Regions from separate parts of the Rattus norvegicus genome. Here region 1 is linked to region 2. Evidence: chromatin contacts called from public Hi-C data. All regions are on one chromosome and are shown on one strand. The core of a region is the stretch at or near the end of the contact, and the rest is flanking DNA. Distances in the headings are between cores, read along the strand shown. Region 1 overlaps Ttc7a (tetratricopeptide repeat domain 7A). Region 2 has its middle 70 kb from the start of Epcam.

The links. Hi-C and Micro-C count contacts between places; a contact is called where the count stands out from the background.
Region 1: a Hi-C map of Schwann cells shows a contact between it and region 2, with 5 times the contacts expected there. The contact joins two enhancer-like sites. A contact is called at or near these places in 5 of 12 Hi-C or Micro-C datasets (the A7r5 cell line, the Rat2 cell line, Schwann cells and 2 more).

The regions. Positions count from the first base shown.
Region 1 is chr6:12,939,445-12,946,082 of GRCr8, reverse strand. All of the region lies in intron 15 of Ttc7a (tetratricopeptide repeat domain 7A), which reads left to right. Among named protein-coding and RNA genes, the nearest start is that of Mir3558, 7.3 kb to the right of the region's middle. Within about 2 kb of position 1,277, at least 56 of the 93 cell types and tissues checked have an H3K27ac peak or open chromatin away from gene starts, as enhancers often do. A contact at or near this core is called in Schwann cells, where this site is marked.
Region 2 is chr6:12,716,767-12,723,514 of GRCr8, reverse strand. No RefSeq gene overlaps it. Among named protein-coding and RNA genes, the nearest start is that of Epcam, 70 kb to the right of the region's middle. Within about 2 kb of position 5,119, at least 36 of the 93 cell types and tissues checked have an H3K27ac peak or open chromatin away from gene starts, as enhancers often do. A contact at or near this core is called in Schwann cells, where this site is marked.

The sequences.
Region 1 (6,638 bases), core at 28-2,527, 230 kb before region 2:
ATGGATTAGCAGGAAATGTCATTGAGACCATTATGGGTCAGGGATCACTGAAAAATGTCATTGCTTTTCGATTGACTGTGTGTCCTGCTTCCCCACCTGCCCCCTGAGCTAGGAGAGGCCATGTGGGGCTCTAGCTCTTGCTAGCAGTTAATTAAACCAGCAGTCCAGTAAATAGTGCTCAGCAAAGCAACCCAGACCAAACCGCCTCGGCCTGACCTCACCATCCCTAACAAAGTACTCTCAGGCCTGTGACATAGGTTGTCTCCCACCAAGCACCTTGCAGGGCTATCCTGGTGGCCAAGCCTTCTAGAGACTTTTCCTTTGTGCAGAGTCATCAGTTCAGTGGATCCAAGAACTGTCCCCATGGAGGACAGAAGCCAGCAGGTCAGTGTAGGGGTACTTTGTGGCCCTCTGCTGCTTGGGAGAGGCCTAGACAAAGGAGGAAGCTGGCCGCTAAGCAGACCCCCACCTTATGAGTTTATCCTAGTGTGAGAGCTGGTCAGGTCACTGCCGTGAGTCACTTCTGTGGCTTAGGTGCCGCCCGCAGCAACGTGTTCCTCTTTAAATAAAATAAATTTTGAAAATCTCCCCTGCTCTTCTGCTTCTCAAGTGCGCTGTGAGACTCGGACTGAAGGTTACAGGTTGGTAGACTGCTGTGTCCAAGGTCTCAGTGTGGAGAGAAGGCCACAAAGTCCCATTGACACCTGGCACTGAGGGTGTGAGTGAGCCAGGAGCTGAAGGAAGGGGTATGGATGAGGCTGGGCTGTGAGTGACACAGGGAACAGTCAGTGTTCCCACACAGGCACCATCTAGGCATGCGGGGCAGAACCCAGCCTTGGTGAGCCCAGCTTCTGAAAACCCTTCTCACTCAGGGATTAAGAAGCCAAGTGGAGGATGGCCTTTGGTTAACACGGCTCAGGTTTAAAAAGGCGGAAACGTGACGAGGCAGAGACTGATTCCTCCACGGGGACAACACTGTATGTCCTCACACAGCCTGGTATGATGGAAACCAGATACCCCCAGCAGCTTCCTGAAATCCCATGGGCTTCCCACTAAGCCCTGGACACATGTACCAGGCGGCCAGGAGGCCCAAGGCCAGGCAGGCCACGGGCTTCCTGTGGGGAATGTGAGAATTTTAGCAGCCCCAGAGTTGTCTTTGCTGGCCCTTCCCATGAAGAGGCAGCTGGGAAGCCTGACCAGGAGGAACAGGAGTATGGGGTAGGGAGGAATGGCCATGGTGCACACTGTAAGGAGATGGTTTTAGGTAACACATTCCTTTAGCTTTAGTCAGGACCTTGTAGTGAAGGTCACCATAGAAACCAAACAAAGTTCCTAGGCCAAGGATGGGAGCTTTCCAATAAGCAAGCTGTCAGTCATTCCCCCCGCCCAGCACTGGCGGCCTGCCAGGCTGACTCTGAGGACCCAAGGCCCTCAAGTGACAGGGGAGCAAGTGTGTGTGTTTTCTTCCTAGCTCCACAGTGGGCAGGGCCACCTCCCCACCCATTATCTGACACAGTAGGCATTCCTGAGAGCCCCTGCTGGCCCAGCCCCCTGGCCCTAGGAGACTTGGGAAGTCTTGAGGGAATGTGTGTCAGAGCCCCAGAGGACTTTGCCAGTGTAGGAACAATGTGGCTCTCTGCACAAGCCACTGCTCGCCCCAGATCAACACATGCACTGCTGCAGCCATCTGCCCCAGGAAACCAGGGCTGTTTTGGAAAATGTTTGACGTGATATAACTAGGTATTAGCTGGAGCCTGTCTGTAGCTAGATCCAGTCGAGGCTGAAGCTGAGCCTCTAGGGCATTTCTCCGAGTTATCTGCCTGCCCCTCACATGCACACCTATTTATCAGGTTGCACGGGACACATTTCTGGAGGGGCAACCCACCAAGCAGAAGGGATCAGAGTCCGGGACTTCTGTTAACATTTCTGCCGTAAACCCAGTGTGTTTATTGGATTGTTCTTATTAAGGACTTGTGGCACATCAAAAGGATGCTTAAAATACCAACACTTGAGGAGGGGTTGGAATCAAAGGTATTAACACAAACATAGTTTATCACTCTGCTGGGTTCATTAAACATGCTTGGCGGCCACAGTGCGTGGGGACAGCAGCCAGGACTCTCTGGCCATGTGGCCGAGGAAGTGCTAAGCCAGGCATAATCGCTGGCCCCCTCAGGTCCTTCTCAAAGGTCACCTCCTCCTTGGCTGAGCTGGGTTGACATTCAGCATTTCTTCTTCTCAGCTCTCTTGTGGTCTTGTTCTGTGTGATTCGAGAGGACCCAAGACAGAGGCCTGTCTTCATTATCTGTGCTCTGCCCACAAGAGCCTGTCTCCTCAGTGGAAAAAGCTATACTGGGTGGAAAACACAGATGCAGAGACTAAAGCTATCTATATTCCAGGCCAGAGCCTACCCTTGTCCTACCTAAGAGCTTCTCGAACAGCCTGCAAGGCCTTTGTTGTCTGAGTCGTGTTCAAGTCTGGAGAGCTTACTAGGGGGTTGTTTAGTTATCTGTGGTAGGACGGCATTGGGAGGCTGGTGGGGTGGGTCAGCCGGCAGTCAGTACTGCACTGGTGGGAAGAGTATGTTCGGGGCACAGCGTACCAGGCTGGGGCTCCTCACCAGGTGGGGCAGGGCCTTTGAAGGCCAGGAGCTGGTACTCCAGAAGCTGAGACTTTCGGGCTGTTGCCTTTTAAAGCTTCAAAGTCGGATCGAGTTCAATTTATTAAGAGGCAGAGGATCATTGTGAGTCTTCAAGGATTAGGGAACTTGGGTCACAGTAATCCTCTACACCAGGGGAAAATCATTAGCTTTAAGGTTAAGAACTGCTAAAAAGGGTCCCTTGAGTGTTGAAGATTAGTCTGAGGGAAAGTAATAAAGCTAGGGGTGGCGCCTCCCCTCTCAGGGAGCCCATCCCCATTAGGGTCCCTGTAAAAATCACACCCTCATAAAGTATGTGCCTGAGTAATCAGCCCTCCTGCCTTCCCCAGAGCAGTGGAATATGGAGGACCTAGGGAGCCCTGCATCGCTTAGTGTGACCCTGGCATCCTACATGAGGTCTGGGCCTCCTTGCAGAAAGAAGCCTGACGATTACAGACTGAATGGGAACCTAGCTGGTGCTGTGGGTGGCGGAGGGAGGACAGCTGCCCCCTGGCTCCGTGCCCATCCTGTTATTCTGTCATGAAGTGGGGACCTCTATACCTACTCCAGAACTTTATCCCTGCTTTTCCGGTCTCCTAGTTACCTGGTCTCTCTGGCATCCACATTTCCGGGTCTCCAGAGACACCTCTGTTCTTGGACCTAAACCACTGCACTGCAGACGAGGCCAGACTCCCCCATGCATTATTGTGTTTGAAGGTCTCTCTATGGCAGAGACTTGAGCCTCTTCTCTGCCTGCTGCCCCAGTGGAGGGGTGTGAGGCTGGACACTTGTACATCCCAGGAGACCCTCAGATTAGAGGGACAGGAGATTCCTGGGGTGGAAAGAAGAGAAGGGGAGGAAACCTGGAGGATTTGGGCATCTCACAGCCCTGGTCCTGCTTAATCATTTTGGCTCGACTTTTTATTGGTGTCATTTTTAATAAAACACGATCCTCCAGCCTCTACCTCCTGAGTGCTTGGAGCATAAGCTTGTACTGCTACACCACCATAATTTGACCGTATAGCTCTGATATGAAGAAGTTAATGGTGGAGTAGGGTGACATCGAGCCAGATTAAATACCCGGGTAGCTGGATGCTGTGACCTGCTTGAGACCCTGGGGCGTTGCACTTCTGCACTGATCCTCTCCTCCCAGCGCCCATCCCGGGAGCCATAGGATTACCATTTGCGTTTTACACATGAGGGCATGGATGGGGCTCTGAGTTCAAGTGTCTTAGCCCAGGCTCCATGGCTCCAAGCAGGGATGCCAGTGTCCTCAAGGTCAGTTCAGCTCTCTGAGGCCAAGCTGGGGAAGCCAGGGCACCCTCCCTGTAGATTCCACTGTGCTCACGCTCTGGCCTGAGGAGTTAGACTTTACAGCAGCGTGGCCCTCACTCAGAGCACACCCTGCTTTTCCACTCAATTATATGTTTTCTGTAAAAATAGAACTCTTCATTAAAATGGCACAGCAGGCCACCAGCTAGAATTACTAATTACTGTCCTTTAAAGAGATAATGTCCCCTTCTGTACATGCGACACACCTGCCGCCACCCTTCAAGGAGCCAGGGAGAACAAGAAAAGCCTCCCGGGACCTCAAGAGCACAGTGGGGCCCAGTGGGCCAGGAAGAATGGAATGTCCTGGGAGCTTCCCTGAAGACTTGCTTCCTTGAAATTGCTCTGGTCCCTGGGGACATCTAGAGGCTCTGAGGAATCCTCCCGATTTAACTCTTCTGTGCTTTGACTCGGGCCTGTTTGTTGAGGAGGAAGGAAGGCTCTGGAAGATAAGAGTTAGCCAGCATGGAGGGACCCGGGCCTGACAGGAAGACAGGTCGGAGAATAACAGATAGCTGTTCTCAAGCCACTGGGCAGCCTACGTTGTCCCATGGCTGGCTCGACTGTGCAACTGCACAGGCATACTTGGGCAGGCGGGGGCTCTCGTAGAGATGAGGTAACAGATGTGCACCAGGGGACCAGAGCCTGGGCCATGCTCAGGAGAGCTGTGCTCCTAGGCACTGGGCTTCCTTCTGCACTCTAGCTTCCTGCTAGACACTTGCAAGAGGGTCATCACAACCAAGGAGGGGGTTTCCCACTTGTCACACAGGCTACGGACTACTGAGCAGGCCCAGGAAGCTCAGGCACTTTCCAGAACCTTCTAGGCTACTATCCTAGAAAGGTGGTGTTCTGGGTCTGATAAGGTCTCCTCCTCTCTTCCTCTTCTTCAATATTCTTTATTTAATATATGTGACTACACTGTAGCTATTTTCAGACACACCAGAAGAGGGCATCAGATCCCATCACAGATGGTTTGTGAGCCACCGTGTGGTTGCTGGGAATTGAACTCAGGATCTCTGGAAGAACAGAGCCATCTCTCCAGCCCAAGGTCTAGCTGTCCCTCATGTTTAGGACAGCTATGGCTTCCCTGGGGTTCCAGCCTCCTGGGGAGAGTATGTGAGTAGGTGATTTCCCTCCTGTTTTACAGGTATGGAACCTGTGACATGCTCAACAGGGGTGGGGCCTCTGGTTCACGTTTCTGCCCCCAGGCCAGTGTTCTCGGTGCACTTAAGGGCAACAGTGATCACAGACGACCATCCTTCTCCTGAGAAAGCTTTCAGCAGGGCCCAGGAGATGCTGGTATTCCAGTCCTACAGAAAAATTTCAGTTATACTTTTTGCCTTTGACCCCAGAGATGAAGGACCCCTAAACCCCTAGTCAGAAAGCGCCAGATACCTGTACACCACCTTTAGAATGGACACAGTGCACTGGAGCGCACGGCTCCTCCACAGACCTGTCATCTGAACCTGCACCATCTGGGCTGGATAACGAAGGCCTTAGTGAGAAATGGATCCAAGTCTGAGGCTCCCTGTTGCCACCATTACATCTGACGCTGAGTTTGAGACAAGCCTGCAGTGTGTACTTCCTACAGCCTCAGGGAGATAGAAAAGCTGCAGGGCGGCTCTGTGTCAGAGATGTGCAAAGCAGTGGAAAGTGTCGGGGAGCTGCCCGAGGTCACTGGGAAGAGGCAGGAATGGGAGGCAGAGCCCAAACCGGAAGGCCTTGAGGGCCACATTGAGACCTAGGGACTGGTGGTGTGGACATTAGGCCGGACGAGCTCTGTTGTGTGATTCCTCTGGCAGTGCTCAACTTCCAGCCAAGGAAGTCTCCTCAGGAGACAATTTGGAGCCTCAGGACCCTCAGCCTGAGGCTCACACCCAGGGGTGATTGTTGGGGCTCTTGCCCAACATAGAGAGGATGTGGTTGGGTTGAGAAATTCCACTCCAGGTCACTCAAGCTAGTGGAATGTCAGCCACCGGGAGGGAGGATACAGCCTGTGTTGATGGAAGCTGTGTATCCAGCTCAGCCTTTCTGTCCCAGGCGCATGGGACCTCTGACCAGTCTCCCAGGACCTCACCCTAGCTCTGACACGGGGACCTGGGTGTGACTTAGTGGCAACAATGACCAAGAAGGCTGTCTGTAGAGATTCCCAATGGCTGGGGGCTGGGCTGCCCTGGGAACTCCAATGCTCTGGCTACCCAGGGGAAGGTGGGCTTAGGCTGAACCTCCCTAACCGTTGGCTCGAAATGCTGTTGTCTTCCTGTCCTGCCTGAGTTTCTTCACTCTCCCCCCTTGTCATCCCACATCAGCTCCAGTAAGTCTCTGATCCTCCTCTCTCTGGAGTCAGATCCGAAAACACAGCACATGATTCTCTGGTCAGGCTGACATTTATAGCACTCTAATTGCTACTTTAAAGCAGAAATTGTATCTTCTATGTCATATTCCCAAAGGCAGAGGCACCTCCTAACGTTGGCATATTGGACTCTGCAGGGATCTGGGGAAGCAGAGGCACCCACACCCATTGTCCCCTGCAGATCCGCCCTCCTGGCTGAGCCCCGTTCTGCTCAGTTTCCACCCTCAGAACTTGACAGGCAGAAGATGGGTAGTGGGCATGATGTTCAAGAAAGACTGCAGAAGGGCTGGGTGAGGGGGCTTTAAAGTCACGGTTGAGCTC
Region 2 (6,748 bases), core at 3,870-6,369:
GGATCAGAACTAGAACCCCACAGACAGTAAACACTTTAACTTGCTCTACACCTCTCTCTCTCTCTCTCTCTCTCTCTCTCTCTCTCTCTCTCTCTCTCTCTCTCTCTGAGACTAGGTTGGCCTCACAGAGATCTGCCTGTCTCTACCTCCAGAGTGCTGGGATTAAAGGCAGCCAGGCCCTCCTCTTTTAAAATCTATGTATTCGTTGGGCACAGTGGTGCACGCCTTTAATCCCAGCACTTGGGAGGCAAAGGCATGTGGATGTCTGTGGGTTCCAGATCAGCCTGGTCTACAAAGGGAGTTCCAGGACAGTTGGGACTAAATAGTGAGATCCTGTCTCAAAGAATCAAAATCAAATCAAATAAAACAAATCTATTTATTCATGTGTTTTTGTGTTTGAAACAAGGTCTTATTCTGTAGCTCAGGGTGTCCTGGAACTTCCTATGTACCCAGGAGGGTCTTGACCCTTCCTATGTTAGTCGTGGCCTCCCAAGTGCATGAACCACCACCCACCTCACCCCTTTTTGGGGGAAAGGGCTTGTTTTGTTTTGTTTTGTAGACAGGGTCCCCTATTAGCTATGGCTCTTCTGTAACTCACTTTGTAGACCAGGCGGGCCCCAAATTCACAGAGATTTTCCTCCCTCTGCACCCCTTTTTTAAAAAGCAGGGTCTCATGTAACTCAGACTTGCCTCAAGGTTCCTATGCAGCCCAGGCTGGCCTTCAACAACTAATTCCCCTGCCCAAGTGCTGGGATTATTGGCATGCACCAGCAGGCTTGGTTTATTATTTTATGCTTTTTTATTCACTCTTTTTAGATATGGAGGGGATATATTTTGCATGTGAGTGTAGGCACCACTGAGCCATCTCTCTAGCCCCTCCCTTCTTTTTAATAAGAAATTTCATTTTTAGAGAAAGCTTCGTGAGTATGGCTGGGAGTTGTCTTTTAAAAAAAAAAAAAGATTTATTTATTATATGTAACTACACTGTCGCTGTCTTCAGACACACCAGAAGAGGGCATCAGACCTCATTACAGATGGTTGTGAGTCACCATGTGGTTGCTGGGATTTGAACTCAGGATCTCTGGAAGAGCAGTCAGTGCTCTTAACCACTGAGCCATCGCTCCGGTCCCAGGGGGATGCCTTTGTTTGTTTGTCTTTGGGGACAGAGATTCTGTGTGTACCCCTGACTATCCTGGAAATCACTCTGTAGACCAGGTTGGCCTTGAAGTTACAGGGATCTGCCTCCTGCCGCTGCCACCACCACCACCACCTCGTAGCCTGAGTTCTCAATGGATCCTGATGGCGGGAAGAGAAAGAAGAGAGAGGGGTGTGACTGTGGTCAGAATCAGTCCAGGGCCACGGGAGTGACTTCTGAGTACAGTGTGCAGCCATTACCGTACATGTGAACCAGAGGTAAGGTAAATGTCTATTGGTAGGCTGGGCCCTGGCTTGGGGTCAGAGTTGCTCTTCCTGCGGGTCAAAGGCTGAGGCTTTCCTCGGAGTCATGTATTCCTTGGTTCATCCGGCGAGCATTTCATTCCTTGAAGCTACAGGTGTCTACTGAGCATCTCCTGTGTCCTAGCATCGGCACTGAGGATGTAGCAGGCTCCAGACACGGATGGATGGAATAGTCGGTAGATTAGGTGGTGCTGAGGAGAAAAACCAAGTCTAAAAGGAGGGTAGCAGATGCAAGCCTTCTTCCTACAGAAAGCATCACAGATAAGCGATTGACACCGCAGTTAACACCCAAGGGACCGAGGGTTGAGTCACGCAGGAGTCTGGGGAAATATCTGTTGAGGTCCCAAAGAATTTCAACCTCTGTGGGCAGGTGTGGGGAGGGCTGGGCCCTGGCAAAAATCCAGCCAAAAGCCACCCGAGGAAGGAACACCTAGGCTAGGTTTCCATTACAGAGGGCAGGGTTAAGTGTGTAGAGCCTGTGTTAGGAACAACAGCTGAAGGTATTCACAAACTATACCCAGGAACCGGGAGACATTTTGTCAGGATCATTTTCCAGCTTCATGGGATTTTTTTCTTGGAAGACTATTTTTGTATATTACAGATCATATCGTAGTCTGAGCCCTTAGCAACCATCTGGTGTTCATGGTTTCCAAATGTGGTGGGTGATGAAGAATCCTTTGAGCTGCTTGGTTTAAAGATACTGACTCCAGCCTGGCCCGGTGCGGCTGTAATCCTAGCTACTTAGGATGGGGTGGGGGAGGGGAAGAAAAGAGGAGGTGGGAGGTCAGGGTGGGGGCAGTCAGAGGGGAAGGTGGTAAGTTAAAGCCTCACCTAGACAACAACGTGGTGAGACTCTTTCCGTAAATAACTATGAAAATGTTTGGCAGAGTGCTCAACCCAGCCAGCACGCAGCCTCAGACAGAGTGAGTTCCCGGTATCAGAGTGAAAAGAAACCGTATAGACTCCACCTCAGTCAGGCTTGGGCACACGCTTGTGATCACAGCTCTTGGCGGGAGGTGGGGGTGGGGTGGGCTGACACAGGATTGTGAGTTCAAAACCACCCTGGGCTAGACTCTGTCTCCAAAGACTTGAACAAACTAAACCAACCCAGACTGAGCCCGCACCGCACCCCTGCCCCCGGAGGGCTCTGGAGTCTGTGTGTTTAGCCAGCACACTAGGTGTTTCCACACCAGGCAGGTTTAGGAGGCTCAGGGAGATTCACAACAAGGAAAAGGAGGCCTAGTGAGAGGCAAGTTCTTGCCCAAGGGAAAACTGGTCCGTCAGGGAGAACCAGGAGTGATACTTCATTTTCCAACTCCCTTGGGTCTGTGATTGTTTTTGTCTTTCACACAGTACAAAGATAGCCTGTGATATTGGAAGAGACGCCCGGTCGGGCGTTTGTTAAGATATGCCATCAATAAAGGACGTATCAATCACTGAGGCTCAGTGCCCTGGGAGCGGTCTGCAGTGGGAATGGGCTGAGGCATTCTGCTTATGGGGCCCAATAAAATGACGGATAAATAATGAATAAGTAAGCTACCTCACTTGATAAGAAAAGTTTTTTCTCTCACAAATTGTATTTCACTTATTTATGTTTTCAAGACAGGGTTTCTCTGTGGAGCCCTGATTCTCTTTCCTGGAACTCGCTCTGTAGACCAGGCTACCCTCAAACGTAGAGATTCCCCTGTCTGTCTGCTTAGCGCTGTGGTCAAAGGCGTGCCCTACCACACCACCCTTTTTGGTTTGTATGATTTATTTTTATTGTTTTTATTTACGTATGAGTGTGTGTGTGATATATGTGTGTGTGAGTGTGTGTGTGATATGTGTGTGTGTGTGATACATGCGTGTGCTCACAGAGACAGTTGTGAACTGCCGAATGAATGAGGTGCTCTAACCTGGGTCCTGGGAAGGAGCAGCCAGGCCTCTTTTTTTTTTTTATGATTTTATTTTATTATTATCTTTTTATCTTATGTGTGTGTCTTACTTACATATATGTCTGTGTACATACATTCCTGCTACCCTCAGGTCCAGAGGAGGATGTTGGATCCTCTGTTACTAAAGTTACCATGTTAGAGATGGAAATAAAACCTAGTCCCGGGGTTGGGGATTTAGCTCAGTGGTAGAACGCTTGCCTAGCAAGCGCAAGGCCCTGGGTTCAGTCCCCAGCTCCAAAAAAACAAAACAAAACAAAAACAAAACAAAACAAAACAAAACAAAAAACCTAGTCCCTCTAGTAAAGTATTCAGTGCTCTTAACCACTGAGCCATCCTTCCAGACCCCCCCAAAATTTTAAATTACATTTTATTCATTGTGTTTGTGTATGTCTGCATGTGTATTTATGTGTCATATGTGTGTGACTGTGTGTGTGTCCGTGTGTATGTGTGTGTGAGTATGTGTGCATGTGTGTGTGTTTGAGTGTGTGTGTCTGTGTTTGAGTGTGTATGTGGTGTGTGTGTTTGAGTGTGTATGTGAGTGTATGTGTATGTGTGTGTGTTTGAGTGTGTGTGTCTGTGTTTGAGTGTGTGAGTGTGTGTGTCTGTGTTTGAGTGTGTGTGTGTTTGAGTGTGTGTGTCTGTGTTTGAGTATGTGAGTGTGTGTGTCTGTGTTTGAGTGTGTGTGTGTTTGAGTGTGTGTGTCTGTGTTTGAGTGTGTGAGTGTGTGTGTGTCTGTGTTTGAGTGTGTGAGTGTGTGTGTGTGTGTGATCATGTACTTGCTACTTCTTATATCAACTTGACACAAGCTAGGGTCATGTGGAAAGAAGAATCTTAATTGAAAAATGCCTCTATAGGATAGGCCTGTGTGCAAACCTGTGGTGGTTTTCTTGATTGATGATTGATGGGTGAGGGCCGGGCCCGCTGTGGGTGAGACCACCCCAGGGCTGCTGGTCCTGGATGCTGTAAGGAAGTGGGATGAGCAAACTATGAAGAGCAAGCCAGTAGGTAGCGTCCTTCCACAGCTTCTGCATCAGGCTTGGTGATTGACCACAGCCTCACACAAGCCCTGCCAACACCCAATCGCACAGCAATATACCAGAGAAGGGGAAGGGAAGGCTGGAGCAAAGTACCAGAGGGAACCCTCCCTTCCCCAGCCTCAGTGACTTCGGAGTAATGTCGTTGCACTAGGGGCCTGCGTGTGTGATGTTTGTATGTGTTTGCGTGTTTATTTGAGGTGTCAGGGATAACCTCAGGACTTTGCTTCATGCTAAGCAAGTGCTGTATCCTGAATAGCACCCACAGACCAGCCTCACATTCTCATGGGTAGGTACTGTGAGGCTTGGTGTGACCCATGGCGGGTTGTAGCTCACTCTGGGCCTATGTTGCTCCCAGGGGGAAAAAAAAAAACCGAAGTCACAAAAGATTCATCTCCTGAAGCTCCTGAAGGGCTGACTGACTGCCTTCCCACAGCCCACAGACTGTCCAAAGGTGTGTGTGTGTGTGTGTGAGAGAGAGAGAGAGAGAGAGAGAGAGAGAGACAGCAGCCACGTGTGTGGGAACCCAGAAGTCACCCTCCTCCTGTTCCTGTTTGACCACATCAGGGCTAAAGCCGACAGGCAAAGCTGGACTCCTCAAGCAAAAGGTTTCCCCTTCCAAGTCTACTCCGCACAACAGGCCTTTGTTGTTTGTTCTCCCTATGTGGGGACAAAAGCCCTTTCAGACTCTGTGGAATGTACCAGAAGTGTCATGAGAAGGGTTTGCTGGGCCCTGGCCTAGAATCCTGTAAGTCAGGGTAAGGAGCTGGCCCTTCTGCCTGAAGCCCCAGGTCCTGCCATGATTTCTCGGGGTAGGAATCCTTGCCTCCTCTACCTTCACTGGCAACTGCAACCCAGTCCTCACTGTGGCCTGGGAGCCTGCAGCCTGAGAAGGCCAGCCTGGGATAGCCTGGGAGCCTGCAGCCTGAGAAGGCCAGCCTGGTGCAAGGCACACGCTCATTTGACTGTCCCCGGTGAATGCGATATCACCCCTACACTGCGACTGCCTGACAGATCTGCAGAGGAAAGAAGACCTGGGTGGACAGTTTTCTGTGGCACTTGAAGATCGTGACAAACCGTGGTCCCACCCTTTATCATCGGGGCTGAACACTGTCACCCACAGTGTCACTCACGGAGCAAACAAAGCAAACCCACTTCAGTGGTCTTGTGGAAACAGCCCCCTTTTTCTCACTTTTTCTCTGCTGTGTCCATCCGAGGGGTTCCACTCTTGAGGAGCCAGGACCGGGCAGAGGGAAGGCCTCTGCCGGACTCCACATGGCTGCAGTCTGAGAGGACACTTCCAGGTTGCTCCCCCCCCCCCCCCCCCCCCGAGCTGGGGACCGAACCCAGGGCCTTGCGCTTGCTAGGCAAGTGCTCTACCACTGATCTAAATCCCCAACCCCCTACTCCTTTTCTAACCCAGGTCAGGCGACACCAGGGCACTGGAACCAGCCACAGTATTGAAGGTTGCTCTGCCTCCAAAATGCAGATGAGCCGGTGCAGGCTGACTTCCGGAACCAAGACCAGGGAGGGCGGTGGGAGACTGCATGTGCTTGAGAGCCATGTGCTGGTGGCAGCAAGGGCTCCAGCCCAGCAGTGCACACCGGCTCTCCAATCCTACAAGCGGGAGGGGGAAGGGGGAAGTGAAGGGTATGAGGATCAAGCTGGCTTTGTGTGTGATCTTGTTTAAACAAGTCTCTTATCAGAGCAGAATACGAAACTTTGCTCTTTCTTATTACCCCAGCTCCCTGGGGAATGGGTTTATGACTCTGAATTCCTGAAGGAGGATTAAATTGCCTCCTTACAGATAACAGCCCCAAATGGCCAGAGAGGCTACTAGAAAGAAATGGGGAGTAGGGATTCATGGTTGTCCTGTGGGAAGAGTCTCTGCTCTGGCCCCTGTGCCATGTTCTCTGTTCACAAACTGTACGCTGAATTCACGGTCAGGTGACATCTCACCACAGAGCAGCGTGATGGTGTGCTTTCGCTGTGCCTGGCTCCAAGGGCAGGTGCCAAGGACAGGGTAGGGTCACAAGGTGGCTTGCCAGGGCAACACAGTCCCTAGGTGGAGGGTGGTTGGCCGGGGAGGGGTGTACAGGAGACTGACTTCAAAAATCTATTGAGTCATTATTATGGGCCAGACGCTCTGTTTAGTTAGTGCCCTGGAAATACTTTAGAGAGGTGTCACACACTAAATGTGCAGTTACTGTCCTCCCATTTCACAGGGCGCGTTAGAGAATGACCAACCACAGAAAGACAAGGAGAAAAGCACAGTGTAGGAACAGGGGACAGGGGAGCTGTGCTCTGTGTTCTAACCCACTT